Regions from separate parts of the Mus musculus genome. Here regions 2, 3 and 4 are each linked to region 1. The links are chromatin contacts, called in public HiChIP or PLAC-seq, Micro-C and promoter capture Hi-C maps. All regions are on one chromosome and are shown on one strand. Each heading gives the region's core, a stretch centred on a gene start, on an enhancer-like site or on the middle of the called end of the contact. The rest is flanking DNA. Distances are from core to core; before and after follow the strand shown. Region 1 holds the start of Gne (glucosamine (UDP-N-acetyl)-2-epimerase/N-acetylmannosamine kinase). Region 2 holds the start of Car9 (carbonic anhydrase 9). Region 3 holds the start of Pax5 (paired box 5). Region 4 holds the start of Sit1 (suppression inducing transmembrane adaptor 1).

Region 1 (2,841 bases), core at 93-2,592:
CAGCTGCTCGAATTATAGGACCGGTTTTACTGGGTTTGGAGCACCCAAACTCAAGTCAAGTTTGAAGCGTTACACCAGCAGCAGCAGCAGCAGCAGCAGCAGCAATCTCCCTGGCTCCGAGAAATGGCAATGCTCACAAACTACATTCAACTCAATTGTGCTTTTATAAATGCTGCAAAAGGATAAGTGAATGTCCCAACCACGAGAAAGTATAAGCACACTTGTGCAAGCAGTCACCAGCAGAGAAACAACAGTAAAGTAAACGTTTGCTAAGTGCTTCCTCCAGCAGTGGGCTAACACGGCGTTAGACACGTTATTCCATCCTCATTTTCTCTACTATACAGACAGGGACACTGAGGTGTAGAAAAAAAAATCCACTTGATCTAAATCACAGTTAGTTAATGACTGATAGAACTTCAATTCAAAGCCAAGTCTAGATGACCTTCCTACACGCAGGTCACTGCCGCACACACCCTCTACCTTGTGTGTATATTCCACAAACATCCACGGGTGCAAACCTTTCCGGAGAACTTGAGACACTCCTTTCTTTCACTCAGAGCGGATGGAACTCACCGCAATAAAAAGGGAAGGGCTGTACAGAGTTCTCAGAACCCTGCTGCCCAGCTATAATAATTCAGTTTGATGTTCCTTCCAGAGCCCCTACAGTCGGGCTAAACCATTATCTTTACTGTGAAACCATTCCCCGCCGCCACACCCCTCCTATCGAGGTGCAAAGCCGATCTATTCTTTCCTCTAACAATTTTACAAGCCTGTTCAAGGACGGATATAAACGTCTATCAAATTTCCAAGGACACCGAGTGTCCAGACAGTCAGAGTTGGGCAAGCCTCCAAGAAGTCCCTCGGTGCAAACCCTCTCCCCACCTAGGCAGTGCTGGGCCCCCGCAGCTATCTCACGTCTCTGCCCAGGGACCCAGGGCCGTGCCGCCTGCTGCGTGCACGGATGGGCTGGACCCTGGCCAGGCCTACCTCTGCAAGCCCCGGTCCCCATTCACCCGCACGCTGAGTCTGACAGCTCCGGGATCCCACGCCGGAGCAACGCACCGGGCGGGAGAGGCGCCCTGCTGCGTAGAACCCGGACGCCCAGCGCGAGGCCCACAGCTGCAGCAGAGGTGCCGGAGCCTGGCACGATGCTCGTGAGTCACCGACTGACTCGTGGCCTCCGCCGGGTTAGTTCCCTCCGGCGCCACCTCGGCACTTGGCAGGCTCGCGTCCAGCGGGTCCACAGGGCAGGCCCCGGCAAGCGCACCCGGTGGCTTCCGCTACCCGGCGCCGCTCGACGACTCGGCGCTCGACCCAGCCCCAGCCATTGCTCCTGCATTCGCAACGCACACCCCGGCTCCCGCGGAGCGCCGAACGGTCGATCGCTCCGGCTCCGCCTGCACCGGGTCCCAGCCCCTCCTTGGCGTATTTCTGTTGGTCAGTCGTGTGGCGCACCTTCCGCTGTCGTGTCGCCTCTGGTAGTGGCATCCACTCGGTTTGCTGACCCTTATTCTCGCCTGAGGGTGTTCTCTCCTCTGGCAGAGCCCACAGTTAAGCCCGAGTTCTCCCACGAGATGGTTGTTTTAGCTTTGCACCCAAGCTGAGTGCCATCTCGTGGACCAAACTCCAAGGCAACTCAGTGTCGGTAGTCCTAGAGTGCACCCTGGAATTTAAGCTTTGCCACCCCTGCCACGAGGCTCTGGCTGAGTGCAGCGTGACAATACACATGCTAGTCAGCTCTGAGTTATCTGTCACTCCAGGGATCTAGGCAATTCTATTACCAAATTTGGGCCTCACAGTTTTTCCCCTTGAAGCCAAATTCTGTCACCTGTTCTCCATAAGTTAATGAGAACAGAGTTACTAGTAAAAAAAAAAAAAAAAAGCAAAAAAACGGAGGTTAATTCAATGTGGCCATGTTGGGAAGAGGGACAAAGATATCCAAAGACATATCCCCTGGATCCATTTTGGGACCTCAGATTTTAGGTTAAAATATATAGAGTTCGAGATGTGCACATCTAAGAGGTCCAGGGCAAGCTGTAGCCCACCTGTCACTGTCTGGACTCTAACTTCCCCAGCAAAGTGGCAGTCACAAATTGTCAGTCCCGTGTGAAGTCTCTTTTCAGCACCAGCATTCGGTCTTTTCCTTCTCTGAGTATGAGATTCTTGGGGAAAATTTCAGGGTTTTTTGAGGCCATAGTTTCAATAGTCTGATAGATTGAGGTACACAGACATCTCAAGAATATCTGCTAGACTAATTGCAGATCCAAGACCCAGGAAGGTGGGGAGCGGCCTGTGCTGCTAGCTCCTGATGAAGGTTGGTTTTGTTTTGTTTTTAAGATTTTATTTTAGCTTATTTTTATCATGTATATGGGGTAGGGGGGTGGGGCAGAGGATGTGTACACATTAGAGTGCACATGTCAAAGTCCAGAAGAGGGTAACAGATACCCTGGAGCTGAAGTTAGAGATCGTGGTGAACCTCCTGACATGGGTGACATTTCCCACAGCTAGGTGCAAGAGAATGAGAAGCTAGACAGTATTCTGAACAGCACAGCTGCACCTGTGTCTCAAACAACAACAAAAAGTCACAAGTGAAACTTTCAGATCTACTTTTTTAGGTTGTTTTTTTTTTTTTTTTTTTGAGACAGGATCTTACACTGTACCTAGCTGAAACTGGCACGGGATTGACTGTGTAGCCCAGACTGGTCTCAAGCCACGTCAGTCCTCCTGCCTCAGCTTCCATTGGGGGTTCTTGCTATAAGCTAAATGTGGACCCCATCAGACTTTTACAGCTTGTGGTCTATCTCAGTCAAGGATGAAGCTCTGGTTTGCATGGTATTAGTG
Region 2 (2,700 bases), core at 152-2,651, 570 kb before region 1:
ACATGGCCTGATGTAAGAACTGGTCTCTGTCACGCTCTTCAAAAGACTTTATTTTACATCTATTTGGTGTATGTGTGTGTGTGTGCACATGCATGTGCCATGGCACACACAGGGGGCAGAGGGCAACTTGTAGTAGATGGTTCTCTCTTTCCACCATGTCGATTTTGGGGTTCCACCTCAGATCATCAGATTCGGTGGCAAGTGTCTTTACCCACTAAGCCATCTGACCAGTCTCTATTCAAAATGGTCCATGTCTCTTCTTTGTCCAGAATTCCAATCTCTTTACTGTGATTATTAACCAACCCCTCCCCGTGGGGCTTCTACCTCTGCTTCAAAGATGGGAACAGATTTTACCCACATCCATAGTTCCTTGAGGCAGAATTATGACATCTGTCCTCACTCGCTGGAGCGAGAGCTTCTCAGATAGGAGCCTTCGTTTTCATTTCCGCATCCCTAGTCCACAGCCCAGTGCCTAACATACCGTAGGTATTAAACAAATACGGCGTGCAAACATGAATGGCATTCTGGGCAACAAGACGGAGATTCACAAAGGCAGTGCAGAGTTTGGAGAGACGAATGAATAGTTTAGCTCTGGGAGCAAAGCTCAAGTGAAAGAGTGCTTGCATGGCACCCATGGCCCCCTGGAGTCAGTCTCCAGCACTGAAAAAGAAACAAACAAACAAAGCAAAAAAGTGCATGCGCGCAGGAGCACACACACACAAATTATCTGACCAGAACATTAGGTGGAAGAGCAAGAGACAAGACTGGTTTCTTGGGTGAGGTTTTGAAGACCTGGAAGTCGGGAAATAAAATGATCAGACTTTGGCAGGCAGTGGGGGGGGGGGGGTAACCATTAGAGTCTCATATGTAGATTCAAATAATCATGCTCAAATTTGCCTTCTACTTAGCTGTGAGCCCCTCCACCTATTCACCCCTAGGCTCCTCCAGGGTCTTAACCTGCCCCCTTACCCAAGACCTGACTGGGCCAGGATACATGCATGGATTTCTTGCCTCCTCAGCCCAACTCCACGGGGGCCCAGCTTCCTTCTTTCCCCTGCCCTGCCAGGGCCGGGAAGCAGGCCAGGCCTAGCAGAGGCCAGGAGCTGGGTGGTGCCAGGGAGAACCTATACAGTGCCAGGTGGTGCCTTGGGTTCCAAGCTGAGCTGGTGATCCTGATAACCTTCTTTCTGCCTATGAACACACCTGCCCCTCACCCCAACCCTACCCATTACCGCACCAATGTCCAGGCTTTGATATCGGGGAGGGGGCATAGGGCCAGACAGAACCTGTGGGACTTTGGCTCCATCTCTACAAAAGGGCACTGTGAGTCAGCCTGCTCCCCTCAAGGCTTGCTCCTCCCCTACCCAGCTCCTATTTCCGATGCACGTACAGCCCGTCCACAGTGTGTCCTGGGACACCCCAGTCAGCTGCATGGCCTCCCTGGGCCCCAGCCCCTGGGCCCCTTTGTCGACCCCAGCCCCTACTGCACAGCTGCTGCTGTTCCTGCTGCTCCAAGTGTCTGCTCAGCCCCAGGGCCTGTCCGGGATGCAGGGGGAGCCCTCCTTGGGAGACAGTTCATCTGGGGAGGATGAGCTGGGCGTGGATGTTCTGCCCAGTGAAGAGGATGCACCTGAAGAGGCGGATCCACCCGATGGGGAGGATCCACCTGAAGTTAATTCTGAAGACAGGATGGAGGAGTCCCTTGGGTTAGAGGATCTATCGACTCCCGAGGCTCCTGAGCACAGTCAAGGTTCCCACGGGGATGAAAAAGGTAAGTGGTCATTAACTTCCAAATCTAGGCTCAGGTAAGTTTATGCCTTGTCCTCCCCCACTCCCCTCTCTTCCCCGAAATGCTAGCTGAGAGCATTCGGCAATTATACTCTAATAGGTAGTCTTTCCCCCCTAAAAGGAGAGAAGAAAAAAAAAGCCGAGAATAGGGGGAAATTAAAGAGGAAATAGAACTGGGAATGGACAGAGGGGGAAAATAAGTGTGTGTGTGTGTGTGTGTGTGTGTGTGTGTGAAGAGAGGGAGGTAGAGAGAATGAGAGACAGACAGACAGAGACAGACACAGAGAGACAGAGACAGAGAGATGAAAAGGGAAGAGAAGGGGGCTCCTGGAAGACACACAAGGAGCTCACAGCCGTTACTCACCTATGATTTGCGGTGTGGGAAAAGACAGGTGGAGGAACTTTGGTTTGCTCTGGGGGCGGAGGATGAGATAAGGTCTTATTGTGTAGATCGGATTGGCCTTGAACTAGTTCTGCCCTTTACCTTCTTCTTCCTCCGAGTTCTGGGATTTCAGGTGTGTGCGCCACCGTGCTTGGCTCTAAGCCAGGAACTTTAGACAGGAAAGAGAGATGAGTGGGAAGGTGGGTGAGTAAGGGAAAAAGAACGATGATTTGGATCTCAAACTGAAGCCGTGCCTACAGACCCTAGTTTGCAAACTATCGGTAGGGCTACTGATGGCTCCTGCAGTGATGGTGGCGGTGGCGGAGTCCCAGCTGGTGGTAGTCCACTGTGCTTCACACCAGCCTTGCTACATTCCTTTCTATTACGTGCAACACTCTTGTAAGACATCCGGGGCTGTGAGGCCCCCTGCCAGAGCGGGAGGGAATATTTTTTTATTCTGGGCACTGGGAAGGGACTGGGCTGTAAGAGTGGGCTTATTAATTCTTCTCATTTATGCAGGGGGTGGCCAC
Region 3 (2,702 bases), core at 108-2,607, 640 kb after region 1:
TGTGACATATATACACACACAATGTCAGAGGCTAATCTAGGTGACAGCCTAAAGGCAAGGGATTGGAGTGTGTGTGTGTGTGTGTGTGTGTGTGTGTGTGTACACTGTCAAAATGTCATCAGTAGTCCACAGACTGTTCTTACCTACCAAAGTTGTGCTTGCTGTAGGAGACCCTTGTACACAAATGCTAAATGCAACACTACACTAATGAGACAGTGCACACTGCACAGTGAGAGCTTAATTGCCCTGAATTCACATCACTTTTGATTCTATCTCTCAATATTATAAGACTTAGGCCTGGCAGCACATGTGTTGTATACTATACCCCTAGTAGGCCCCAGAGCTATACCAGTGCTAGAGACAAGCACTTTTGTATGTATTGGTATGTACACATTGGGCAGCTGTTGACATCCAAAAATGGAGGGGTCAGAGAACCACCTCTTTCTTACTTCCAAAATCACTTGGGATATAGAGATGACCAGACCTCTTAAGCAGTAGATGTCCAGTGAGTGAGATGCTTATCAAACTATATACACAGAATTTACACAAACACACATCTTGGAGTCTTAAAAAGAACGCACACAAACACTAACTCATAAACACATGCTAATATGCTCAAGGCAAGATACAAGCTAGTAAAGATGCCAACAGGCGTACAAACTCAAACTGAACACCTATTTGGGGTAACACAAACTCCTGCACACATTGATCTCCTCAAGTGAGCACACAGATCCAAACTTGAACATCTCCAGATTAACACCAACACAAGTATCAGAAACAGAATCAAACAAAACCAAAGAAAACAGGCCTCCTTGAAGACACCTTGACGGACTAGTGAAAACCATGTGAACGCACTGTAGAAGGACAGGCCTTTTCCTGAGAAAACTACACACACACACACACACACACACACACACACACACAAACACACACACCTTTCTTCTTGCATGGATATTAGCATGGATACTAGCACTGGGTAGTGTCCCAGAGTAAGCATGGATGAATCCCGTTTCGCGGTGTTCCTACCTGTCCTGATGGTCCGAGGAGTCGGGTAATTTTTCTCTAAATCCATTTCGATATTTCAGGACTTGATGAAATGGACAGCGAGGAAAAGTTTCCACTTTTTTTGGGGTGTCTTTTTTCCTTTTCTTTCTTTTTTCTTTTCTTTTTTCTTTCTTTGTTTTATTTTCTTTTCTCCCTCTTTTTCTTTCTTCCTTTCCTCTTTCTTTCTTTCTTTCTTTCTTTCTTTCTTTCTTTCTTTCTTTCTTTCTTTCTTTCTTTCTTTTTTTTGGTGCTGGGGCCCGCTCACAAGTCGGAATAATTGAAGCCTTCCGCTCCCCCGCCGAGCTGGGGTAGCTGATCACTGAGCTGAAACTAAACGTTTTAGGTGGAAAAAAAGCGTCCGAAGGCACCGTGAAATGATTAAGGAACTAAAGAGCTTCTCGCCATGTGAGATCATGTCCTGTTCTCGCCAACATCACAAGATGTCCCCAGACACGTCGCGCCCCCGGCGCACCGCCCCGCACTGCGGGCCAAGAACCAGGGAAAGGGTGTCAGCTCTGCGGCCTGCCCAGCGTGCCAGACGGGGCGGACCAGGCCTGGCCGAAGGTGTGCAAGAGGCCCAGAGAGCAGCAATGCCGCCTCGGTGCCGCCTTGGACTTTTATAGGGGGTTGGGGGCAGGGAAGGAAAGATTCAGACTGCGCCCGGCCCGGCGTTAGTCGCGCGCCTAGGGGAAGGAGAACCTGAGTCACAGGGTCGTACCCGCTTCCAAACCTGTGTCTGGGGGTCGCGGCCCTGTGCGCTTTTGCTCTACATGTAAACTCTGCTTTGTGAGGGCCAGTAGGCCCATTTTTTTATTTTAAAGAAAGAACAATTCTGCCAAGCAAGTGGTTTTGAACCCTGTACTAGCACAATTGTCAACCACAGGGGATGCTCCAGCATCCTCAGATTCACCCCTAGGGCGGCGCCCGCCCTCGGGGTTCCCAACTACCCCACCCCCAACTCAATTGCAACCTCCATAGGTCTGCTGGGCTCATCTTCCAGGGCAGCTTCAGATCACTACAGTATCTAGGTCCCATTCAGCCACCAGGTCCCAGATCTCCCCTTTAGAACTCGACCCTTTTTACCCCAGAGCCCAGAGGTTCAGCGGAAAGCTGCTGATAAAACCCGGTCCTCTGCTTTTGGAGCACCCGGGCCAAGCAGAACCATCCTAGCAGGCTCGGAGAACAGGCAAAAATTCTGGACACCTTACCCAGGCCCCTAAATGGAATCCCACTGCCCTCGGGCCAAGAGACCTTGTAGCATCCCCGAGTTCCCAGACTTGATTTTCCAGAGAGAAAATCGGTTGCAGAGGAACTAGGTAAAGGTGTGGTGTCCAACCTCGCTCCCTGCCGTCCGAGCTCAAGCCTCCTCTACTCTGCTCCCTCCCCAGTCTGAATTCCAAGCGGCTGGGTTTGGCCGCGAGAAGCCTATAGAGCCCCGTTGCGGGGGTGGTCGCAGGGGAAGGTTCTCCAGGGCGGGTGAGCGCTCTAGGGCCACTGGACAATGGCAGTTTCGGAAAGTGAATCGCTCTCCGAGAGTGTTTGTTTGATTTTTTTTTTTTTGGAGGGGGGTGGTCACGAGGCTGGGCTGCAACCTAGGGGAGAGAGCCTAGAGTTCGAGGATAGGGGGAGGGGTCAGTGGGCACCGGACATCGCAAATT
Region 4 (2,738 bases), core at 231-2,730, 590 kb before region 1:
TCCTCTCTGGCTTCTACCCACTTCTCCCTGCCCACTTCCTGTGTCTGAGGAGACAATGAGGTATCTGCGTAAGCTTAGAGAGGACATGGGGGAACCTGGCTAAACCCTAAATGGAGGGAAAGGTGTGAGCAACGAGTTTGGGGGCTTACAGGAGAACGTAGAAAAGGTAAGTGTGGAGATCTCTCTTTGCAACTCCTTCCTCAGGAAACCAGGAGGCTTCCGACTCTGAGATGTATGGACGCTGTCATGCAACTTAGGATGCTCCTGCCACTCAGCAAAGTCTCAATGCCCTGGAGGTGGTTAGAAACCAAACATGCCCTAGCCAGGACAGCAGGAGTCCCTGACCCAGTAGCTGAGCCATGGGTGCCCACAGTTCCAGGTCCTCCTCAGCTGGGTGCAGGCTGGCTGTTGGCATAGGCTTGATCTGGGAAGGAAGCCCGGCCTCTGCGGGTCTGGGCACACACGGAGGCATAAAGTTCCGGCTCAGGGCCTGGGGCCTGGGGCTTTGGCTCAGAGTCCAGCACCACCTCACAGTACTTGATGGGGTTTCCAGAGCTGGGGATCCGACCTTGAGCTGGTCGCAGCTGCAGGCTAGTGTAGCACATGGCCTCCTCCGCCCCCTGGAGATGCGAAGCTGTTAGTTGGTCTCTGCACCCTCGGGAATGGGCCCCATTTCCTTTCCTCCCCCTTTCTTCGGCCAGCTGACTCACCCTGGCAAGGCCTCCAGAGGATGGTGGGTCCTGCTCTTCTGACCTTGGTTCTTGAGACAGCCGACCTGGGACAAAGGCACAGCAATCTGATGAGCTCCTGATTGCCCCTGGTGTCTCCATTATCTCCATCTCCATCCCGTGTACTAGGAGTCGGCCCTTGTGCCCTCATCCTCCCTGACCGCATCACCTACCTGTCTGTAAATAGTGCAGGTTGCCATACAGGGGAACTTCTTCCGCGGACCTTCCGGAGCTGCAGCAGAGAGTTTGAGAGTGAATGGGGACTTTTTTTAGTTAAGAGAGAGGTACTCAGTTAACCCACCCCAGTTATCCTTCACTCACAGTGGTCCCTGTCCCTCCTGGTTCCTTCTCCGACCACGGGTCCACTGGGACAAGAGTGCAGCCAATGAGATGAGAAGCAGCACCGTCACAACTCCTAAGAGGGCCCACAGTCCCCACGCGTGGCTTATGGAGGGGATCCCTGTGGATGCAAGTGGATGGGGCTGTTACTACCCTCCACAAGCCCCTTCCCCAGCCGGGATCAGATAGAACATGGAACCACATAACCCCTCCCCCAGGAGTCCCTGCCCCGCCCAGCTTACCCCATGCGAGTTGATCGTCAGTGGTACAGTTGTAATCTCTGCTCATGACTGCTGCTGGTGTGAGAGTCAGGGGTCAGTCCTACTTATGGCCTGACAGCTTGTCACAGCCCCCACAACCCGAATGTCTCCTTAAACCTGGCCTCCACAGCTCAGCATCGCCAACACTGACAGTGTCAAAGTTGCTGGTTTCCGGAGAGGAAGGCAGAGAGGAGGGATGAGCAAAAGAACAAAGACCCCGCCCTGTGCCTGCACCTGCATCACCCAGAACTCTCTGAAATCATCAGCTCTCTGAAATCCCCGTGTCTCTGAGTCCCCTTGAGCAGGGAGTAGACCGCATGCAGCTGAGTCCACGGAGACTCTGAAGAGCACAGGTGGCACGAGACAGGAATGAAAGGACAGGAGCCCTTAGCCACGGAATTTCACCTTTTCTCTCTGGCTCACATTGCCATGAAGGAGGTTTATGCTCAATGATTGTAGCTTTAGAATTCACAGCTCCACTACCGGTGGAAATAGTTGCATTTCTTTCTGTAGCCCAGGCTGGCTTCAAACTCATTATGAACTTGAACTCCTGACCTCCCTTCCTCCACCCACCAAGTTCTGGAATTACAGCCATGGAAAACCACCATGCCCAGTTGAGAAATACCTGTGTAACTATTGTTTTTGATACAAGTATTATAATTGGGGATAGGAAGATAGAGGAGGCTAATGTCTTTCCTCACAACCTACCTCATCTACACTGTCTGTGAGACCCTGTCACTACATTAATTGCATTAAAAGAATCTCTGACCCAGGCTAACTCAGGCAAACTGGGCCTGTTTTTGCAGTTAGTCACTTGCTAGAGAGACTAGGTGAGAGTTCCAAGGCTATGCAGTGAAACTCTGTCTCAGAGGTAGGGGTGGGGCTGGATAGCTCAGTCGGTAAAGGACTTGCCTAGAAATTGCAAAGACCTGAGTTTGAATCTCTAACACCCACATCAAAGCCAGGCTCAGTAGCACACTTCTGTAACCTTCTGTGGCGAGGGGACACAGGTGGATCACTACAGCTCACTGGCCAGCCAGTCTAGCTCCCTGTTAGGTGAGAGAACCTGTCTGAAAGAGTCAAAGAGAGAGTAATGGAGATGACACAAGAAGTCAATTTCCAGGCTGCGCGCGCACACACACACACACACACACACACACACACACACACACACACGAGAGCAGCTAGTTATGCAAGGGGCCCTTGGCACGAGCAGATCCCTCTACATCTAGAATCATTTTTTAAAAGTTTTATTTTTTTATTGTATATCTGCATGTACCTCCTGCACACCAGAAGGGGGCATCAGATTTCATCATTGCGATGGTTGTGAGCCACCATGTGGTTGCTGGGAATTGAACTCATGACCTCTGGAAGAGCAGCCAGTGCTCTTAACCTCTGAGCTATCTCTCCA

The links. Hi-C and Micro-C count contacts between places; a contact is called where the count stands out from the background. HiChIP or PLAC-seq counts read pairs in DNA pulled down with a chosen protein or histone mark. Capture Hi-C pulls out chosen DNA fragments and counts their contacts.
Region 2: a contact with region 1 is called in a promoter capture Hi-C map of adipose tissue. The contact joins the promoter of Car9 here to the promoter of Gne in region 1. A contact is called at or near these places in 2 of 39 promoter capture datasets (cranial neural crest and embryonic stem cells) and 2 of 9 other capture datasets (adipose tissue and pancreatic islet).
Region 3: a contact with region 1 is called in a Micro-C map of embryonic stem cells, with 3 times the contacts expected there. The contact joins the promoter of Pax5 here to the promoter of Gne in region 1. A contact is called at or near these places in 1 of 39 promoter capture datasets (stem cell-derived epiblast-like cells), 1 of 484 Hi-C or Micro-C datasets (embryonic stem cells) and 1 of 115 datasets of contacts at active chromatin or transcription factors (bone marrow-derived macrophages).
Region 4: an H3K27ac HiChIP or PLAC-seq map of double positive thymocytes shows a contact between it and region 1, with 2.8 times the contacts expected there. The contact joins the promoter of Sit1 here to the promoter of Gne in region 1. A contact is called at or near these places in 2 of 39 promoter capture datasets (cranial neural crest and embryonic stem cells) and 3 of 115 datasets of contacts at active chromatin or transcription factors (double positive thymocytes, memory CD8 T cells and regulatory T cell precursor).

Annotation. Positions count from the first base shown.
Region 1 is chr4:44,071,375-44,074,215 of GRCm38.p6, forward strand. Gne (glucosamine (UDP-N-acetyl)-2-epimerase/N-acetylmannosamine kinase) reads right to left here and starts at 1,343. Exons shown (of 12, transcript NM_001190414.2): 1 at 988-1,343.
Region 2 is chr4:43,505,625-43,508,324 of GRCm38.p6, forward strand. Car9 (carbonic anhydrase 9) reads left to right here and starts at 1,402. Exons shown (of 11, transcript NM_139305.2): 1 at 1,402-1,771; 2 at 2,690-2,700. The coding sequence starts at 1,432. It overlaps Arhgef39 (Rho guanine nucleotide exchange factor (GEF) 39), which reads right to left. Exons shown (of 12, transcript NM_001013377.3): 2 at 2,153-2,339.
Region 3 is chr4:44,709,337-44,712,038 of GRCm38.p6, forward strand. Pax5 (paired box 5) reads right to left here and starts at 1,358. Exons shown (of 10, transcript NM_008782.3): 1 at 1,027-1,358. The coding sequence starts at 1,072. RefSeq lists a promoter at 1,590-2,702.
Region 4 is chr4:43,482,229-43,484,966 of GRCm38.p6, forward strand. It overlaps Sit1 (suppression inducing transmembrane adaptor 1), which reads right to left and starts at 1,481. Exons shown (of 5, transcript NM_019436.3): 1 at 1,310-1,481; 2 at 1,050-1,188; 3 at 902-960; 4 at 711-775; 5 at 1-620. The coding sequence starts at 1,355. The coding sequence ends at 387.